Linked DNA regions of Gossypium hirsutum: all the other regions are linked to region 3. A link is a contact called in public Hi-C data. All regions are on one chromosome and are shown on one strand. Each heading gives the region's core, a stretch centred on a gene start, on an enhancer-like site or on the middle of the called end of the contact. The rest is flanking DNA. Distances are from core to core; before and after follow the strand shown.

Region 1 (3,585 bases), core at 930-3,429, 520 kb after region 3:
TATGCCAAACCTTATCCGAAAGAGTTTTCATCCACACATGAAAATGAATATACATTAGACATCCATCCGATCATTAACAGTACATGTTCCATATGTAACAAAAGTTGAGTTATAGCATCCATAAACAGGTGTAGCTGTTAACATCTAGAGATCTTTCCAAAGAGAACTCCATATTGGTTGCAATCTATTTGAAGACTAGTAAGCTACTAATTACCCAATTATAAGTTAAAGCTTGCCATCAATCTATGCCTATTTAACAGAGAAGTTTGTATTTGCTGCAAACAAGTGTTGGATTGAGTTTAACAGAGAGGGCAACCTACTATTTCTGAAAATTGCAAACTATAATAAATTCCATATAAGAACCCTTTTAAACAAGTAAACTATAATAAATGCCATATGTTGAAAATAACTTCAAAACGCCACCACATTATCTTGAAGCATCAATCAGTGAAACCCTAACTAAAAAACACAAATGTAAGGGGAACCAAGAAACCAATGAATGCATCCCAAGGACCCAACATTAAAAACAAAACACCCTTGAGTCATATGAAATAGAAATTAGGCTTTGGGGTAAACAGACACATAACTTTTGAAAGAGAAAATGGAAGAACAAACCTTTAGGCCATTCAGCAACAATTCTTTCCTTGAGCATAGCAATGGTTGAAGCAGGCGAGTATCGAAATGGACCCATATCTGATCCATCATACAACCGAAACTTAATCTCTACCACCTCCTCCTCCGGCATTTCAATTTCCAAAATTATCCACCAAAATCAAAACCCTTGCCTTCTTTTCCAAAAAAAAAAAAAAAAAACCTCTCAAGTTCACCACTACATACAATTTATTTTTATTCTCTGTTTGGGTTTCCCTAGAAAATGAAAGAAAAAGTAACAGATTCCAAAATCACACCTCACTCCACCCTAACTCTTGGGGTATTTTTCGTTGTAATTACATACATGAAACGATAAAAAGAGATTGAAATTTTAGAAAGAAAAAAAAAAACCTAAACCGACAACTAAAACTACAACAGGACTTTAAATATATATACCTTTCGAAAAAAAGTTGTTACAAAAAAGAAAAAAGATGAAATGAATTGCGGAGCTCTTTTCTCTTCTCTTGAGGGTGATATATATATACACGAGGGAGACTACAAAAGATTCAAAGAATTGGTTAAACTTTCAAGAGAACCCAGATTAGACCCGATCTTCACGCTTTCTCTTTTTTAATCTTTGAGTTGTTTATTTTTATGTTTCCATTTGCAAATGCAGAGGGGAGAGACATGGAGGTATCGTAAATAGTGAGTTAGGAGGGATGGATATTAGAGAGGGCGTGGCGTATTTTGGTTGGTGACTGGAAAAGAAAAAAGCTGAAAAAACATGGTAAATACAAGGACTAGGAAAGTCCCTTTGACCATAATTTAAGCTTCGAACATAAACGCGTGTCCCTTTTTATTATAACTAGACCAGCAAACGAGAGAAAGGGAGTCTCGAAGCAATCGTGAGAGAGATGGGTCACAGAAAACCTTACGAACGCTAAGTTATTAGTGCTCGTGAAGACTGGAAAAGTTTAAAGTCAAATGTTGTGGAAGCAATCCAGAGCCTTGAGTGCGGAGGTTGGTCGTCATTAGAGCTTTCAAGGATGAGCACGATGTGAAGCCGCAAGTGTTAAGGCTGGGTGTCGTGTCATAAGGCAAAGATCAATTGGGCAGCATGAGAGAATGTGAAAGCAAGTAGATTTGAAAAGAAGTCCAACCCCTCATATACAAAAGTGCAATGGAAAGAGTGCAGAGAGCGCCAACATCATGGAGGCAAAAGAACTGAGAGTGATGGTTTCTCCAAGTGCAGTAACGGTCAAGAAAAATTGAGCATAGAAGACTTGGCCTGAAGGCCTGAGGAGTCACTCACATAGAAGATGTCGATCGAGGGACCAAGTGCGGCATTCCCCTAGCAACAAGTGCACCATTAGATTGAGTAGGGGAGAATGTCAAGGGCACCCCCAAGTGCTACAGCAAGTCTAGAATGGTGCACACTCGATAAAAATAAGTTCACTCATAATGATTTTGAGATTAACCACGCTTTTATTTCACTTGTTTTACTTTTATTCACTCAATTTTTTAATATATTTAACAAGAGTCTATATACATCATATCAAACAATCTATTCTCTTTTCTCTCAAGAATAATTTGAAACAATCAAACTCTTTCTACTTAACCCTCAACATCCATGACCCAACATCCATTTCATAGTGCATTTTAAGATCAAGGACAAAGATGTTATAGTATTCCCAAAGGCCAATCATGAGATGGTTGTAATTACATACTTATTTTACCTTGTTTATTAATATAAGGCATTGTCATTATCATTTCAATTTTTTTCTATGTATATAAATAAATTGAATTGTAATAAATTCCTAAGAAAATATGATTATTGTTAAAGGTTATTTTGTCAAGTATTATTGTGGGTTTGGAAAACAATAATGCATTGAGACTAATGTGTAGTTGATTGATGACAAACTGTTGTCATTGATATAGGAATGTCAAAATCAATACAGAACAACATATTGGATTGACCTACTATGAGTATGTTTCTTGGATTATTTTTGTAACCCCTTAAACCCGGCTCAGATGTTATGGCTGAATCTTGAGAATCACATTGACCAAGTCATTGGCAAAGAAAACTCTTTTTCATATTTTCTTAAAAATCATTGTATTTAAAATGTCCTTTTATTTCGCTTGAAGAAAAAGAATCAAAATATCAATCTTACATCCCTTCTTTAAGAGTAATTTGTCGAAAATAATCTATTGTTAGAAAAGTTTGAGTATCATGATTTTGATTATAAAACATCATATTTAAAAAGAATGACGCAGCAGAAAATCTCTTTAACTAAAATTTGTTCATCATTTTGTAAAACGTAGATTAAATATATATATTTAAACCTTCAGTTACTTGGAGCACGTCATTTTGAGTTTTAAAAATAGAGTATCGAGTTTAACAAAATCACTATCTTTGAGTGGTTTTGTAACAGCTCATTTTTAGTGAAATCGGAACAGTGGTTTAGGGACCACAAATCCGAGCCAGAAAGAAAATTTTTTAAATATTATTGCACGGTCTGCATTATGATAGAAATGTCATATGAAAATTCTGATAAGAAAATTTTACCGATCATGTGTTTAATTAATGAAAGGACCAAATTGCATAGAATGCAAAAGTTGAGTTCTAGTAGCTAGAAGGATTAAATAGCTATGGAATTAAAAATTTGAGGTCCTTATATGATAATTAGACCATTAAAGAAAAGTTAGTAGATATTTTTGGTGATTCATCCATGGAAAAATTAGAAAAGACTAAGGACTAAATTAGAAATCAAAATAATTAAAGATGATAAATAATTAAATAGAAATATCATCTTATTTTATTATCATATTCATCCCCAAATTTCATGGGAGCCCTAGGAGAGAGAGAAGAAACTAATCAAGCTTAATTGGGTAAGTATTTCTGTCCCGTTTTTAGTAATTTTTATAATTTTGAGATCGGGATAGTTTAATCTATCTATTTTGAGGACTAATTTAAAAAGTTATCAAAGTAAAGAT
Region 2 (3,532 bases), core at 57-2,556, 880 kb before region 3:
AGTCTTGTTTTGAATGCAAATAGATGTTATCAAATAGAAAGAAATTTAAGTAATTGCTATTCAAGTATACTCAGTTCAGTTAGTATTAATATTATTATTAATTAAAAATTACATAAATTAAGTGTATTAAAATATGTTTATCTTCTTATTTAAAGTTAAAAAAATTACGAATAATTTTAAATATTTATATAAAAAATTACTAATTCAAAGAAGAATGATAAGAGGTTTGTTTTAATTTTTTTTTAACCAAAGCAAAAATATGCTAAAAGAGGACATTTTAATTATTAAAAGAAGCTTCAAAGCTTCTTGTTGTAAAGCTTGAAACAGCTAAATTACATTACACCATATGTAATGTAGTGCAAATAGCTAATGAGTAACAAGGTCCTTGGAATTGATTGGGAAGTGCCTAAATTTTGGTGTGTACTTTTTCAATTATCTCCTTTTGGTATTCAAATGGGGTTTTTATTAAAATATTATAAAAAATAAAATAAAATATGAAAATAGTATATTTGAAAAATTATGTATTAAAATATAATATTTTAACTATTTTTAATAAAAAATTTTAATATTATGTACTAATTTTTAAAATTTTTGTTTTTGTTTTTTAACATATTATTGTCTTTTTAACAGAAATAATATTATTTTTTTTAACATATTGCTTAAAAAATTCATGGTAATTTTTTTTTAACTTAAATAGAATCGGAAGGAGTTTGGGAGTGTTGGTGCCACCTATGGCATAGGCTTCACTGGTACCACTTATGGCATAAGCTTCACTGGTGCTGCCTCTGCCAGAGGCTTCACCAGTGCAGCTTCTGGCTTGCCCTCCACAGTGTCACATCAATTTTTTATAGCAGATTTTATTTTTTTAAATATAATAGTATTTTTTTAATATTTTTTTGTGTTAGAGTAGGGTAGTACCGCCTATGTACTAGGTGTGACCACCTTAAATGTATCATTTTAATATATAATTTTGAAATATATTATTTTCGTATTTTATTTTATTTATTATAATATTTTAGTAAAAAAAACCCTTAATTGGGAAAAAAGAAAAGCAAAAGCTTTGAAAAGGAAAGGACATGATTAAAACGAATACTAACAAAGAAAGATCCAAACTTATCTCTTGGTGAGAAAAAAAAATAAAAAAAGTCTTTAAAAATTAAATTTGAAAAACCCACAAACAAAGCAAAGATCTTTTCCCATTTAATCAAATTGCTTGAATTCTTGTGAGACTGGTTTTCAAAGAGCGGGGCCTCCCTTTGTCTCCATGATGGGAAGCACATGTGACAAGCCATGCAATCACCAACGTACACATACCAACTCCAACTATAATTATCATCACAACACAAAGAATTGGTCTTCTCCACATCAAAGCAAAGGCTCTATGTAAGTTTTTATAAAGGGAAAGCAGTTGAAAAAGGATTAAATAAATTAATAAAGATATATAAATATATATTCTCATTACTTCAATGATTCATGCCAAACCCATCCTAAAGTTGCTTAATAATCAAGTTTGCAAGATTGATTAAAGGAAAAAAAAAAGGAGAAAAGTAAAGGATATGTATGTCTGTGTTTATGGATATCCCCACTATGGTGACCAAGTATTGCATGGATTGTTCGTCCAATGAAAAGTCAAAGAGTATAGTGTACTTTTAATTAAAGACCATTTCCCAAGTTTTTAATTTCCCATATAAATTGTATGTCATTATCATGGAGTGATTTAAGATAAAAAAAAAATACAAGTTAATCTCCATCATCAGCTATTGTTGTTGATTTTCAATAGTAAAATCGTCTCAATAATCGTGCCAACCTGCCAACTTTTGAATTTCTTAAGTGACAATTCTGTTGGCACCACCGTCAAATCTCTTTAATTTAATTTAAGTTTTTTAAAGATAAAAGTTTTAAGATTTTTATTTAGAGTTTTGAGTATCAGAATTTTATAAAAAATATTAATTATTTTAAAATTTATTAATAATAACTATATAAATTATAAGTGAAAAAAATTACTAAGGGTAAATCTTTAAAAAAAATGAATGGCTGGGATTTAACCATAAGTGTCAAAGTACTTGATAGACCAACCCTAAGTAATATATGTATATATTCAGTTCATTCATATACATATATAGGGATTCATGAAATGAAAATTTTATGCATTGAGCTCTTCGTCCCCATAATGAATTCTATTTTGGTCGATAAGAAACAAAAGTGGTTCGATTTTGTTTAACAAAAAAGGAAATGTAATTTTTAGATTTGATTAATGATAACTGCATGATTTGAACAAACTTGTGAAATACATATTGGAAAAAGAAGGGAAAAAGGAAAGCTGAAGAATTGTAATTTTTGAGTGAGTAGCGCACCAAACTGACAAGAAACATGAAAGACAAGCAATCCCACAGCAAACTGAATTAAATTAAATAAAAAATTGTTTTTAATTTAGGAATTAATTTAATGTAATTAAAAATATCTTTGGGCAATTCTACTCCAATAGCATTTACCATTACACCAAACTTATATATAACTAGTTGAAAATTCCACTCCATATTTGATATTAACTATTGTTACAAGGTTTTTCTTTTATGGGATAACGAGTGAGGCAAGGATAATTTAAGGATTTAAAGATAATTTTTTATCATTTTACTTGAGATTCATTACAACTATCAATGTTTTAATAATAAGAATAATTAAAGCGTAGGTTTTAGATTTTATAAATAAAATTAAGGAGTTGGTAAATATCCTAGAGTTATAATAAAATATTAAAAATAAATATTTAAAAAATATACGTGATATTTTTTAAGATTGTTTATAAAATTACATAGACTTCGGCTTTATCTAGGCAAATGAGAAATTTGGGTGGCCAAACGTTTATGGATTCATCCCTTGGTCCCAATGGAAAACAGTGAATTTTTTTTCTTCAAATCAAACTCATATAAACATCAGCAATTATTATTTGTAATAAATAAAATAATAAATTGACAATTAGATAGAAGAAATCTCAATTCTATTTCCAAAGTTTTAAGGGATTGTAGAATGTTAAGTCTTGTTTAGGGAAAATTATTGGGACATCTCTGTCATTGGAGAAAATTTTCAAGGGAGTCCCTGTCTTTTTCTCAAGCTGTCATTGGAATGGCATCCACTCAATCTAAAGGATTTAATTACTTTGAGACAATCTTATCTTCTTCTTTTCTTGTTTTCTTTTCAAACTATCATTCCCCTTAGCATAAACATAGAATGCAACTAACCATGCAATATTTTTCAAACAAGTTCTCTTTAATTTTCTCAATCACAAAGTTAAGAATAATATATACTACAAGTGATAGATTCGTAGATTTCTTTTGATGGAGTTAGAGGCAAAATTAGAAATTTTTGTAGGGGAGTGAAAATTGAATATAATTTTTTTAGAGATCAAAGTGTACTTTTATCATCTATTAATTTATAATTTCATATTTTTTTATAGACTAAACATAATTTTTTTTATATTTTGAAAGTTAAATTACATTTTTACTATAGATTAATTTATAATAATATTATTTTTAAG
Region 3 (3,504 bases), core at 495-2,994:
GATGAGTGACGTCTAAAGTTGTTTCATGAAAAAGAACTGAATTGTCGAAGAAAAGGGGAAAGAGAGTTTTCGATTGGTGCAAACAGTGCAAATAGAGAAAGCCATATAACATCAATTTTAACAGTCCGATGACTTGAATGAAAACTTTTAAATAATTTAATGATCAAATTATAACTTCTTTTAGTTTAATGGGCAAAACAAAGACTTATACATAGTTTAGTGACCAATAGTTTAGTTTATCTTAAAATTATCAAAATTTAAAATGAATGGACAAATTATCTTATTATGTTTATTTGGTTGGAATATAAGTTATGTTGTTTGGTTGGTGGAATATAAGATTGCATAAAAGCATATTATAAATATGCCATAGCTCCTCCCAACCCATAAATAAAAAGATAATGCGTTACAGCGCACCGAAACTTACATCTTCCTATATTGGCAACAATGCCAATGCCAATCAAGCTAAAACTCAATCAATATAGAATTTATCTTTAAGCTAAAACTCAATCAATATAGAATTTATCTGTTTATTGATGAAAGTTGAAAGTTAGAATATTTTATTTTATTAATAAATACATTTATGTAATAAATTAATTTCATATTTTTTCTAAAATAAATAAATTAAAATTGAAGAAGATAATAACATACTAAAGGTTCTCTTTTCATCAAAGTGATAGAGAAAAAAATGAAAAACAACACCTTTTTTTTTATTACTAAAAATTCATTTTTTATAATCTAAGGATAAATATAATCAAAATAATAAAAAAATTGGAAAATTTTTGTTTTAGTAAATTAAATGGTCTTTTGTTTTAATTTTTTCTTTTATTTTGCTTGTAATATATGTATTATAAGCATATTTTTACAAGTTAATTGCATTGTACATCGCTAAATTATAACTTGTATTTTAAAGTGATTCTCAAATTTTAGAACATTCTAATTACATCTCTAAACTATCAAAGTTATATCAATAAGGTCCTTACATTATTAAAATCATTAACTTAATTATTAAATGAGATGTCAAATTTTATGGCATAATTTAAAATGAAAATTTAAAAAAATGAAAATTATAAAAAAAAGGAAGATGTAAAAATATTAATTTTGAAGTTTTTTAAGCTCTTAAAATGTTATATTATTCACTCTCTTTTTTTAGTTTTTTTTTAAAGTTATGTAATAATGTTCTATTTTTTTTAATTTTCATTTTAAATTATACTATAAGATTTAGCATGTTTTTTAATAGTTAAACTAACAGTTTTAATAATTAAAGTACATGGTTAATATAACATCAATAATGTAAAGGTATAACTAGAACATTCTAAAGTTTAAGAGTCAATTTAAAAGTAGAGTAATAATTTGAGGATGCCTGACCTAATTAACTCTATTTTTACCATATAATTTAAAATAGTAGATCAAAATTAATACATTAATATAAATAATATTACTATCAAAATAGAGAAAACAAAGGTTGCTTAAAACACTGAGGCTAATAAAAAATAATAAGAAGATGAAGAAGAAAATGCCGCCGAAAACACGGGCAAAAAATCTCCGACCAAACTGTAATCACCACCTGCTTGTCACCCTCCCTATTGTGATCACCACAGTTAAATACTAGATAAATAAGGAAGGTCAAAAGTACAACATTCGTCAACACGCACGAGCCTGACTACGGGCAGCAATAACGACCTTCCAACCAATCATTTATTTACAGGTCCCCAATATATTACATTTTTGGACACCTCTTTTTCTAATTTATTTATAAGCTTTCAATTATTATGTTATCCGGCTAAGATCTTAATTTTTATAGTCCTACTATTTTTATTTTCCTAACTCGTGCTTTCCTTGAATATTGGTTTCGAAAGACCTATTTTTATTTTTATTTATTTTCAATTTTGTACAGAATCATACAAAAGGAATAATAAAAGTTGCCCTTTTGGACTTCTGAGTTCTGGGATTTCTGAGCTAATCAATTTCTTCTTTGAAAAAGTTTGGTTTTCTTCTTTGGTGCTTGTGTGGTTTTTCAGCTTGGAGAAATTTGGTTTTCTTTTTTCTTGAGAAATGGATGATGAATATGCTAAGCTTATCAGAAGGGTAAACCAACCCAGGTAATTTTTCCCCGCTTTTTCTTTGTGAGATTTTCGTTTGAATTTTTTGGTTAGATTTTTTTGAGTTCTCCCCCTCCCCCTTGCTGTTTTGGATGAAGAAATTGAAGAAGATTAGAGTTTGTTCATATATTTTTTCATAAAAAACTGAAGCAAATTTGGCATGTTGTATTCATGTCTCTTAATTGCTTTTAATTTGAGATGTATGGTTTTTGTTGTTGCAGAGTGGTGATTGACAATAATGCTTGTGAGGATGCCACAGTTATCCAGGTAAAAAGCTTAAGTAGCTTGAATTATGATATATGGGTAACTAGTTCCTTATATTTGGATATTGGGGAACTTTCTCTTCAGGTTGACAGTGTCAACAAACATGGGATTCTCCTGGAAGTAGTTCAAGTGCTTACTGATATGAATCTTACAATAAGAAAAGCATACATAGCATCTGATGGAGGATGGTTTATGGATGGTAAAACTTTTCTCTTAAAAACACTCTTCAATTTATACTCAACATACACTGATTTCTTTTAGTATTGTTTCTCATGTTTCAGTTTTCAATGTTGTTGACAATGATGGCAACAAAATCAGAGATAAAGAAATTATTGACTATATTCAAAGGGTAAGAAATAAGAACCTACCTCATGTTACTCTTTTGGCCTTTACAGATTTTTAACTATTTTTCACCTTAAATTTTAATTTTTTACAGAGAATCGAAACTAGTGCGGGCTTTGTATCATCACGGAGAGGCTCCGTAGGTGTAATGCCATCAGAAGAGCATACATCAATTGAACTTGCAGGGACTGATAGGCCTGGTTTATTATCTGAAGTATGTGCAGTCCTTGCGGACCTGCGTTGCAATGTTGTAAATGCCGAGATTTGGACCCATAACACCCGTGCTGCAGCTGTGGTTCATGTGACAGATGATTCGACAGGCTGTGCAATCACCGACCTGAAACGTCTCTTGATGATAAAGGACTTGCTTTGTAATGTTCTCAAAGGAAATGATGACTTGAAAACAGCAAAAACAATGCTTTCAGCTCCGGGTGTCATGCATAGGGAGCGAAGGTTGCATCAAATCATGTTTGCAGATAGGGACTACGAAAGGGTGGAAAGAACTGGAGTCAGGGCAGTCGAAGAGAGGAGCTCGAGACCCCAAGTTAATCTGTTGAATATTGAGAAAGATTACACTGTTATTACCATGAGGGCAAAAGATAGGCCAAAACTACTGTTTGATATTATCTGCACTCTTACAGATATGCAATATGTTGTTTTTCATGGAATGGTCAACACAACGAGGATGGACGCTAATCAGGTGAGATAGTTCTTTTACCATTTTAATGTGATGGCAGTCCTATCAGCCACTGATATATATATTGATCAACTTGCTGATGCAATATTGAAGCAATTGGTG

What was found. Hi-C and Micro-C count contacts between places; a contact is called where the count stands out from the background.
Region 1: a contact with region 3 is called in a Hi-C map of leaf, with 3 times the contacts expected there. The contact joins the promoter of LOC107888838 here to the promoter of LOC107888834 in region 3. A contact is called at or near these places in 3 of 34 Hi-C or Micro-C datasets (callus, hypocotyl and leaf).
Region 2: a contact with region 3 is called in a Hi-C map of leaf, with 2.8 times the contacts expected there. The contact joins the enhancer-like site here to the promoter of LOC107888834 in region 3. A contact is called at or near these places in 2 of 34 Hi-C or Micro-C datasets (both in leaf).

The regions. Positions count from the first base shown.
Region 1 is chrA09:31,334,827-31,338,411 of Gossypium_hirsutum_v2.1, reverse strand. LOC107888838 (membrane-anchored ubiquitin-fold protein 4) reads right to left here and starts at 2,179. Exons shown (of 3, transcript XM_016813080.2): 1 at 616-2,179. The coding sequence starts at 745.
Region 2 is chrA09:32,736,490-32,740,021 of Gossypium_hirsutum_v2.1, reverse strand. No RefSeq gene overlaps it. Among protein-coding and RNA genes, the nearest start is that of LOC121206841, 46 kb to the right of the region's middle. Within about 2 kb of position 1,306, at least 4 of the 9 cell types and tissues checked have an H3K27ac peak or open chromatin away from gene starts, as enhancers often do. A contact at or near this core is called in leaf, where this site is marked.
Region 3 is chrA09:31,856,418-31,859,921 of Gossypium_hirsutum_v2.1, reverse strand. LOC107888834 (ACT domain-containing protein ACR6) reads left to right here and starts at 1,744. Exons shown (of 7, transcript XM_016813068.2): 1 at 1,744-2,099; 2 at 2,321-2,366; 3 at 2,448-2,562; 4 at 2,645-2,712; 5 at 2,800-3,405. The coding sequence starts at 2,053.